Regions from separate parts of the Mus musculus genome. Here region 1 is linked to region 2. The links are chromatin contacts, called in public Hi-C maps. All regions are on one chromosome and are shown on one strand. The core of a region is the stretch at or near the end of the contact, and the rest is flanking DNA. Distances in the headings are between cores, read along the strand shown.

Region 1 (4,150 bases), core at 457-2,956, 40 kb before region 2:
CACGCTCACAGTGTGGGCGAGCGAGCGGCAGTGTGAGAGGCACGTGAGCACTAACTCAAGGCGGTGCGCTTACTCGGATTCAAAGGCTTGGAGTTGAGAGCTCAGTTAATCCCTCTAAATACATTTTGCTTGAAATATATACATTGTAACTTCTATAAATTACTGTATAGAACTTTGAAGTAGCCTGTAGTGTATGATAAAGTAATATATTGAATTTTAAAATTATCTTATGCAGATTTGAGTTTGTAGGTTTTGCTCAGGGGTAGAATGATGGCCTGCAATACATGAAGCCTTAGTTTCTATCCCCAGCACCACAAGAAAATAAACAGGAAACAGATACTTAAGATAATTTTAAAGTTGCATTTGCGTATGACTGGCTTTTGACTCTGTTGTATGCAAATGAGAGTTAATGTCCTGGACTGGCTAGCAAAGGTTGAGCCTGTGCAAGTGACCCACCCCTCTTACATGTTTCCATTCCTCATTGACAGTACAAAGTCAGAGGGTACATCCAGATGAAGTCCCTGAAGGCTTGCAAAAGGGAAATCAAGTCTGTCATGAACACAGCTGGAAATGTAAGTTCCTCCTGGACTTTCCTCTTGGTGGTCACTTTCTGGCTTTCTTATTGAGACTGTGAGGATTTGTCAGTTCGCAAAGGTAAAACACATGTCTGTAACCCCAGCTCTGGGGAGGACAGGATGGGCTTGCCGGCTTCCAGCCTACCACAGGAAACGCTCTCCAAGTTCAGGGGGAGCTTCAGCAGACTCAGCAGAATAGGAAAGGGTGGGATACCTGCTGCCGTTTTGTGGTCTCTGCACACAGGCACACACACACCTGCACACGTACACTCGAGTAAAGAAATCCTGGGCTTTCTTTATGGATGGAGGGGTTGGTGTTTGGTTGTTTGTGTGTGTGTGGAGGGGGCTGTTTTGTTTTGTTGGGGTTTTATTTTGGTTTGGGGGTGTTTATTTTTGTCTGGTTGGTTTTGTTTTTGTTTTTCAAGACGGGGTTACTGTGTTACCCTGGCTGTCCTGGAACTCACTTTGTAGACCAGGAATGAGTCCCAAGCACTAGATTAAAGGTGTGTACTACCACCACCCAGCTAATAAATCCTGTTTTTAAAACTGATGTTGTGCAGTTTACTGCTTGTACCTGAAGTACCTCTACCTAGAATAATCCCTGAGACTACAATTGCTTATTGACCAGATCTCTGGGCTGACAGAAGGCCCGACAGAGAAAGGACTAGACCATAGACAGAGAGTATGTTTATAAGTTAGCAAGTAAATCCTGGGGCGGAGATCCTCAGAGAACAGTGTCCAGACCTTTGTGTGCATTTGTATTCTAAATCAGTGCTCTCTGGAGGCCCCTCCAGTGTGAAGATTTAATGAGAGTGGTACGAAATCCAAGCCAAGGATTTTGGAATAGAAAGATTGGTGCCTGAAAACAAAACTTTGGAATTTCTTCTCTTCATATAGGAACATGGCTTCTTTTTATACTTGCAAGAATACTGGTTATTGGGAATTAACGAAAGGAGAACTTGAATCCTAAGAAAGGAGAAAGATTGGGGATAGCTCAGTGATACAGCACTGGCCTAGCACCACACAGTCAACCTTGGGTTTAGCCTCTAGCTCAGACAGACAGACAGACAGACAGACACACACATGGATTTAGTTCTATCATTTAAGAGGTGGAGGCAGGAGGAGCAGGAATTCAAGGCCAGTCTGGGCTGAAGTGTGACCATGTTAAAAACAAGGGCTAGAGAGATGGCACTCACTGCTCTTGCAATGTGAGTTTGATTCCCAGCGCCCACATCAGGCAGCTCACAATTGCCTGTAACTCCAGTTCCAGGGGATCTAAAACCCTTCTCTAACCTCCAATAGCCCTGAACACTCATATACATATAAATAAAAGTGAAAATAAAACCTTAAAAAAAAAAAAAAAGACATCCCTCCATAGTGTGCACATAAATAGAAAGCTTGGGTGTGGTGGCCCGGGCCTACACTATCAGCTTTGGGTGTTAGACTCGGGCGGATCTGTCGTTCAAGGTCATTCTTGGTTAGATAGCAAGTTCAAGACCAGCTTGGGTTCCTATGTGAGACCATGTCTTTAAAAAAAGCATGTGGGGAGGCTGGAGGGGTTGTTTGGTAATCAGGAATAAGTATTACTATTACAGGAAGACCTGCGTTTTATTCCCGTCAGCCATGTTGGGTGGCTCACAGCCTGTTATAAACCTCAGCTCCAGGAGATCTGACATCCTGTTCTGGTCTCCATAAACACCCATACTCAATGTGTCCCCCACTCCCACATACACTTACACATAAGCTAAAAAAATAAAGCTTTGTTTTAATGCCTTATTGCTGTAAAGAGACTCCATGACCAAGGCTACTTGAAAAAAAGAAAGCATTTAACTGAGGCTTGCTTACCATTTTAGGGAGAGCGGACAATGGTGGCACACGCAGACATGACACCGAGAAAGTAGCTGCAAGGTCTCTAGCAGGATCCCCAGACAGCAGGAAGGGAGAGCCTAGCTTGAGGCCACCCCCAGTGACATACTTCCTTAACAAGGCCACACCTCCTAACTCCTCTCAAATACTACTTGGGACCAAGCATTCAAATATCTGAGCCTGTGGGGGTCATCATTCTTATTCAAACCATATGATCTTTTTTAAAAACAAAAAGAACTACAGAAGACCACTCTCTAAGTTACTGTTCTACTGCTCTGAGGAGACACCATGACCAAGACAACTCACAAGATGAATTGTTTAATTTGGGGGCTCACGGCTCCAGAGGAATAGAGTCCATGACCATCATGTCAAGGAGCACGGCAGTTAGGCAGGCATGGCGCCATAGCAGCAGTTGCGAGCTTATGTTTGATCCTGGAGCACAAGGAGTAGAGAGCTATCTGGGAATGATATGGGCTTTTTAAACCGCAAAGCGTGGCCCCCGTAACACACCTCCTTTAACTGGGGATCAGGTTTTCAAATATGTTCATGGGGCTGTTTTCATTCAGAACACCATGACCATCAATTTTGCAATGACCATTAAAACAAAAGTCCTAGTTTGTGCTGTAAAACTGGCTTTTAATAAGCCAGACCCAGGGTTCTGTGCTTGTATTCCCAACTCCTTAAGAGGCTTAGGCAGAAGATCACTTGAACATAGAGCAGGCTGGGCGCAGGGAGGATGCAGGGAACAAAGACAGTCTTTTGATACTGTGTTATAGTGTTGTTGTTGTTAAGGTGGTCACTCACAGGCTTTTCTCTTTGAGACTTTGGTATTTTAAATAACAGGTCAGTGAGCATTTAGAAATTGTCTTCTGTGGCATGATTTAACCGATTGATTTATGTCCTAAACACTTCCATGCACAGCAGTATGTCACAATCGTGCAAAAGACAACTGAAAACAAATTTAAATCACTTTTATATTCCTTTACAGTCTGCACCTTCCCTGTTTCTTAAAAGCAACTTTGAGTACTTAAGGGGCAACTATCGAAAAGCGGTGAAGCTGTTGAATAGTTCAAACATTGCCGAGCATCCAGGCTTCATGAAGACAGGTAAAAGAAAACTGTAAAACTTTAGTTGATCTATTCCTTCTTGCTTGGGGTTCCTCCCACCTACACATCCCATTCTTCAGAGTGACTTCCATTCATTTTTAGGTAGAAGTGTTCTAAGCCTGATATGGTAGCACACTCTGATCCTGTCACTGGGCAGACTGGAGCAGAGGATTTTGAATTTGAGGCCAGCCTGGACTGTCTTTCAAAACTCTGTCTTACAAAAAGATTTTCATATTTCTTCCTGCAGAACGTTTACTGAGATTTTAGTGTATATATTATCTGCACATTGAAAGAGGGCTCATTACATCTTTGCTTTATTTAACCTTCCCTGTTCCTGCTCCGTTTTGAGAGGGAATGCTCAGGTGTTTGGTTTGGTTTGGATTCAGTTCAGATGCATACATAGCATGTACCTACAAACCTGCTCCACCTGGCCCTACTTTGCTGTCTTGAGTTCACTGGAGAGTGGAGAATGTCTGTCTTTTCCTATTTCACATTCTTTCAAGCAATCACTCTAGGCCTCCTGGGTTTGTGTAGCTTTGAGTCTTGTGTATCGTGTACGGATGACCTTGAGTTTTTGGTCCTCTGCCTCCTCAGGGTAGAAGT
Region 2 (4,359 bases), core at 1,176-3,675:
TTATTATATGACTTTATTATTTATATTATAATTTATATAATATTTATATTATTTATACACACAGGTATATAGATATATAGTTGTTGTTGTTGTTGTTTTTTCATTAAAAAAGGGAGTGGGACAGTGGTTGCACAAACCTTTAAGCCCAGAACTCAGGAGGGAGAGGCAAGTGGATCTTTGAGTTTGAGGCTAGCAAACTTTTATTTATTTAGCTATTTTGTGGCAGTTGTCTTAGTCATTGTTCCAGTTGCTGTGAAGAAATACCATGACCACAGCAACTTAAATAAATGGAAACATTTAATTGGGGCTGGCTTACAATTTCTAAGGTTCAGTTCATTATCTTCATTTCAGGGAACATTGTGGCAGGAAGACGGAAGTAGTGCTGGAGAGGAGACTGGAGAGAAACACTGGGCCTGTCCCTGTGATGCACTTCTGCCAGCAAGGCCACGCCTCCCAGTCCCTGAAGTGTCACTCCCTGAAGATGAAGCATTCAAATATGAGTCGATGAGAGCCATTCTTGTTCACGTCGCCATAGTTATGGAGGTTGGACCCAGCACTCAAGACTGTTATAAAGAATTTTTGCTTTGGTTTTTGTTGTTGTTGGTTTGTGTTGTTTTTGTTTTCTGGGGGGCGTGGGGTAGAGACAAGGTGCACCCAAGCCTACCCTCAATGACTCAGTGGCTGAGCTGTGTCATCACCAGACCTTTGAAAAGGTTTTGGCCATCATTCTAGCTCTCTCTTGGTGTCTCTGTCTCTCTTTCATGTCCCCTCTCCAAGACTGCCTTTCCCCCTCCCCGTCAATCAATCTGTTGCAGAAGATATGTTGCATGGTGTGATCTTTCCGGTAAACCTTGCCTGTAATCTGCCAAGGTACTCCCATGGCATAAATCCTAACAGTAGTAGTGTTTGCTTTTGAAACAGGGTCTCTATTCCTGATGCCCTTGAACTTGCTATGTAGACCAGACTAGCCTCAAACTCACAAATCCACCTGTCTCTGCCTCTCAGCACACCAGAAGGCAGAGAATGACAGATCTCTGAGTTCAAGGCCAGCTTGGTCTACAGAGTTCTTCCAGGGCTAAGCAGAGAAACTCTGTCTCAACCAAACAAAAAACAAAAATTTGCAAAATTTGAGTGACATTGAAATATGTGAGATTGGCCGGGCGTGGTGGCGCTCGCCTTTAATCCCAGCACTGGGAGGCAGAGTCAGGCGGATTTCTGAGGCCAGCCCGGTCTACAAAGTGAGCTCCAGGACAGCCAGAGCTATAAAGAGAAACCCTGTCTCGAAAAACCAAAAAAAGAAAAAAAAGAAAAAAAAAAAAAAGAAATATGTGAGATTGAAGCCATTCTGGACAGTATAGCAAATTCCAGGCCAGCCAGGGTTTCATAATGAGACCTGTCTCAAAGGGGAAGGGGAGAGAATAAGAAGTAAATTATGAAGATGGGTGAGAGGAGCTGAAGGTATGCAGAGGATGGTGCTCGATTCCCAGAATCCACACGGTGGCTCGAAACCAGGTAGCTCCAGGTCAATAGAGCTGATGCCCTCTTCTGGCCTCCGGGGGCGCATAACCTGCTGGTAAAATACTCCCCATGTAAAGTAGAGTTTCATGCTATTTTTCTTTCTGGGCTTAGCAGTGTTCCAAGGGGCCTGAAATGGGGTGGCCTGTAATAGCCCCAAGGTCCCAGGGCCCTCAGTATTTGTGTCCCTCACCCCTTGTGGAGTAAAGGTTGAGCAATGGCCCAGGATAGGTGCCTTAGTTAATGGTCAGACTGGATCCTAGAAGCCAACAGGCCTGGCCTAAAGTAAACACAAAGTAAACACGCCCTGACACAAAGCTGGGAGGCGGGCGCAGAGGCTCGGCCAGGTGCGAGTGGGCTGTCACGGAAGGAGGCAGTGAAGTTCATTAGCCTCCTCATTTGGGGCAAAGCGAATCCGTGTGGTGACACACAATTGTCTTGGAGGATTTAAGGGGATTTGCCTGAGTGTCCCGGTGGGCCCCTAGCCTCCTCCTAATCCAGTCCACATTTCAGACTACTTAGGAACGCATTAAATGTCAAAGCCGGCGTTTAGGAAAATATCTACATTTCGTATGCAACGCCCGGGTCAAAAGAAAAGCCAAACCGACGAACCTTCCAGCTTTTGGCGCAAGAGGCACTCTGTGTGGTCCCCAGTGTGAATGGGGAGGGCCGCGCTCCCCTCCCAGGAATGCAGTCCTTTCTCTAGGGGAAAATGCTAATGCTTTGTTTCTGCCTTGGCTCCCCCAGGCGCGGGGGCGCCCCCGCACGATTGTCACCGCCACATTAGCATGTGAGCAGCCCCTATCCCCACCCACACCCACACCCCCCCCCCCCCAGCTCAGCCCTGATTGGGGACTTCTGGGACCCGGGCAATGGCCAGCTGCCAACAGTCTTACCACAGTCCATATCTCCGCTGAGACCTCAGGAAGCTAACAGGCAACCCTGCAGGTGGGGAGTTTTCACTCCATACGCGTTGATCCTTTAATATACGAGAAAAAACTTTATTGTAGCTGTCCCACCAAGGAAATCAAAATCATTGGAACAGCTGTGGTCCCGCTGCGATCTGTGTCCTTATCACCAGGGTATCCTGCCCACGATGTGACTCTTCACACGACCTCCAAGCTATTCCCAGCGGGGACAGCCGGGAAGGGGTACGGCCAGCCCGCGGGATCCCTCTGGAAAGCAGCAGAGAGGCAGAGTCTCGGGACGCAACCGGGAATCCGCGTGGAGCCCGGGGCGCCGAGCGCCACCTAGCGGCAGCGCGGAACAGCCCAACAAATTTCTTCACTGATTTCTTCCCGTCATCTGTTCCTTTCCACTTTATTCGATTCTATTGATTTTGTTTTAGTTATTTGACTAGTTTGTTTTATACAGCTTTATTTTACTCCTGTCACTTCCGTGGTTGAGTAAATGTATAAGCCATTTCTATCTTTGGCTTTTTTTTTTTTTTTTGGTTTTTTTCCCCATTGTTTAGATTTTAATTTTTACCATAATAACATTACTCAATGTATTTCATTTGCTTCGGTTCCTTGACTTATCTTTGCTCTGTGGGTGAAGGTTTAAGATCCTCTGTACTCTTCTGGCTCTTTTCTGCCTGAGTTTTTGGGGGTTTTTTTGTTTTGTTTTTTTGTTTGTTTTTGTTTTTTGAGACAGGGTTTCTCTGTGTAGTCCTGGCTGTTCTGGAACTCACTTTGTAGACCAGGCTGGCCTCAAACTCAGAAATCCGCCTGCCTCTGCCTCCCAAGTGCTGGGATTAAAGGCGTGCACCACCACCACCCGGCCTGAGTTTTTAAAGAAAGGAAAAATACTGCTTTAGCTAAGTACTCCCAAGTATTGGACAAGGATGATATTTTATGGCTTTATGCCGAGGCTGGGCCAGGCAAGCATCTATTTGGATAAATACCATTGATAAGTATTTCAGCTGGCATTGTGACAAAGGACTGTCTTGCCTGTAGTCCCTGACTAAGGCAGAAGATTGCTCAGAAGTTTAAGCTTGACTGCATGAAACAATGGAGTGAGAATTTGTCTCAAAAATCAAACGACAGGGACTGGAGAGATGAATCTACAGTTAAAAACACTGGCTGGCTGGCTGACTGCTCTTCTAGAAGAACCGGGTTCAATTCTCAGTGCCCACACATCGACTCACAGCCATCTGCAATTCCAGTTCCAAGGGATCCAACGCCCTCTTTTGGCTTCCTCTGGGCACTGGAAGTAGTGCACAGAATACATGCATGCAAAACACCCATACACAAAATATAAATAAAATAAAAATCAAACAAGGCCAGAAAGATGTGGTTGGTTGCCCGTACCTTTAATTCCAGCACTCAAGAGGCAGAGGCAGACAGATCTCTGTGAGTTGCAGAACAGCCGGGGCTACAAAGAAAGACCTTGTCTTCAACAACAACAAAATCAAATAACAACCATAACATATACTTCTCCAGTTGCTGTAGTGTAAAAATAATAATAATGATAATGACGATAATAGAAAGTCAATTATTGGTCAGTTGAAGGTCAGTCAGCCTTTTAAAGCCCATCTAGGAACCTGCTCTTGGCAAAACACAGCGCCCAGTTCTAGAAGGGAAGCCCCAGAATGAGATTGGTAGGTAGGGTAGTGTAGAGAGGAGTCCAGGGTGAGATGGAGAGTGGACTGAAGGTGTATATAATTGAAGTACGTGGTGAACATCCATGAAATTCTCAAATAATAGGTTAAAAACATTTAAAACATTTCCGTTAAAAAAAAATGTATGTGCATAAGTGTTTTGCCTGGATGTGTGCTGGAGCCATGGAGGCCAGAAGAGGGCGCTGGATCCTATGGAACTGGAGACAACTGTGCTCTGCTGTGTG

Evidence for each region. Hi-C and Micro-C count contacts between places; a contact is called where the count stands out from the background.
Region 1: a contact with region 2 is called in a Hi-C map of embryonic stem cells, with 1.9 times the contacts expected there. The contact joins two enhancer-like sites. A contact is called at or near these places in 1 of 39 promoter capture datasets (the 3T3-L1 cell line), 1 of 15 datasets of contacts at CTCF or cohesin (pro-B cells), 82 of 484 Hi-C or Micro-C datasets (the AML12 cell line, CD4 T cells, the CH12 cell line and 35 more), 10 of 115 datasets of contacts at active chromatin or transcription factors (the HPC-7 cell line, embryonic stem cells and extraembryonic endoderm stem cells) and 3 of 9 other capture datasets (adipose tissue, embryonic stem cells and pancreatic islet).

Annotation. Positions count from the first base shown.
Region 1 is chr9:114,622,242-114,626,391 of GRCm38.p6, reverse strand. It overlaps Cnot10 (CCR4-NOT transcription complex, subunit 10), which reads left to right. Exons shown (of 20, transcript NM_153585.5): 7 at 489-572; 8 at 3,430-3,547. Among named protein-coding and RNA genes, the nearest start is that of Gm51659, 11 kb to the left of the region's middle. Within about 2 kb of position 1,706, at least 4 of the 459 cell types and tissues checked have an H3K27ac peak or open chromatin away from gene starts, as enhancers often do. A contact at or near this core is called in embryonic stem cells, where this site is marked.
Region 2 is chr9:114,582,332-114,586,690 of GRCm38.p6, reverse strand. It overlaps Cnot10 (CCR4-NOT transcription complex, subunit 10), which reads left to right. Exons shown (of 20, transcript NM_153585.5): 20 at 352-817. Among named protein-coding and RNA genes, the nearest start is that of Trim71, 20 kb to the right of the region's middle. Within about 2 kb of position 2,425, at least 138 of the 459 cell types and tissues checked have an H3K27ac peak or open chromatin away from gene starts, as enhancers often do. A contact at or near this core is called in embryonic stem cells, where this site is marked.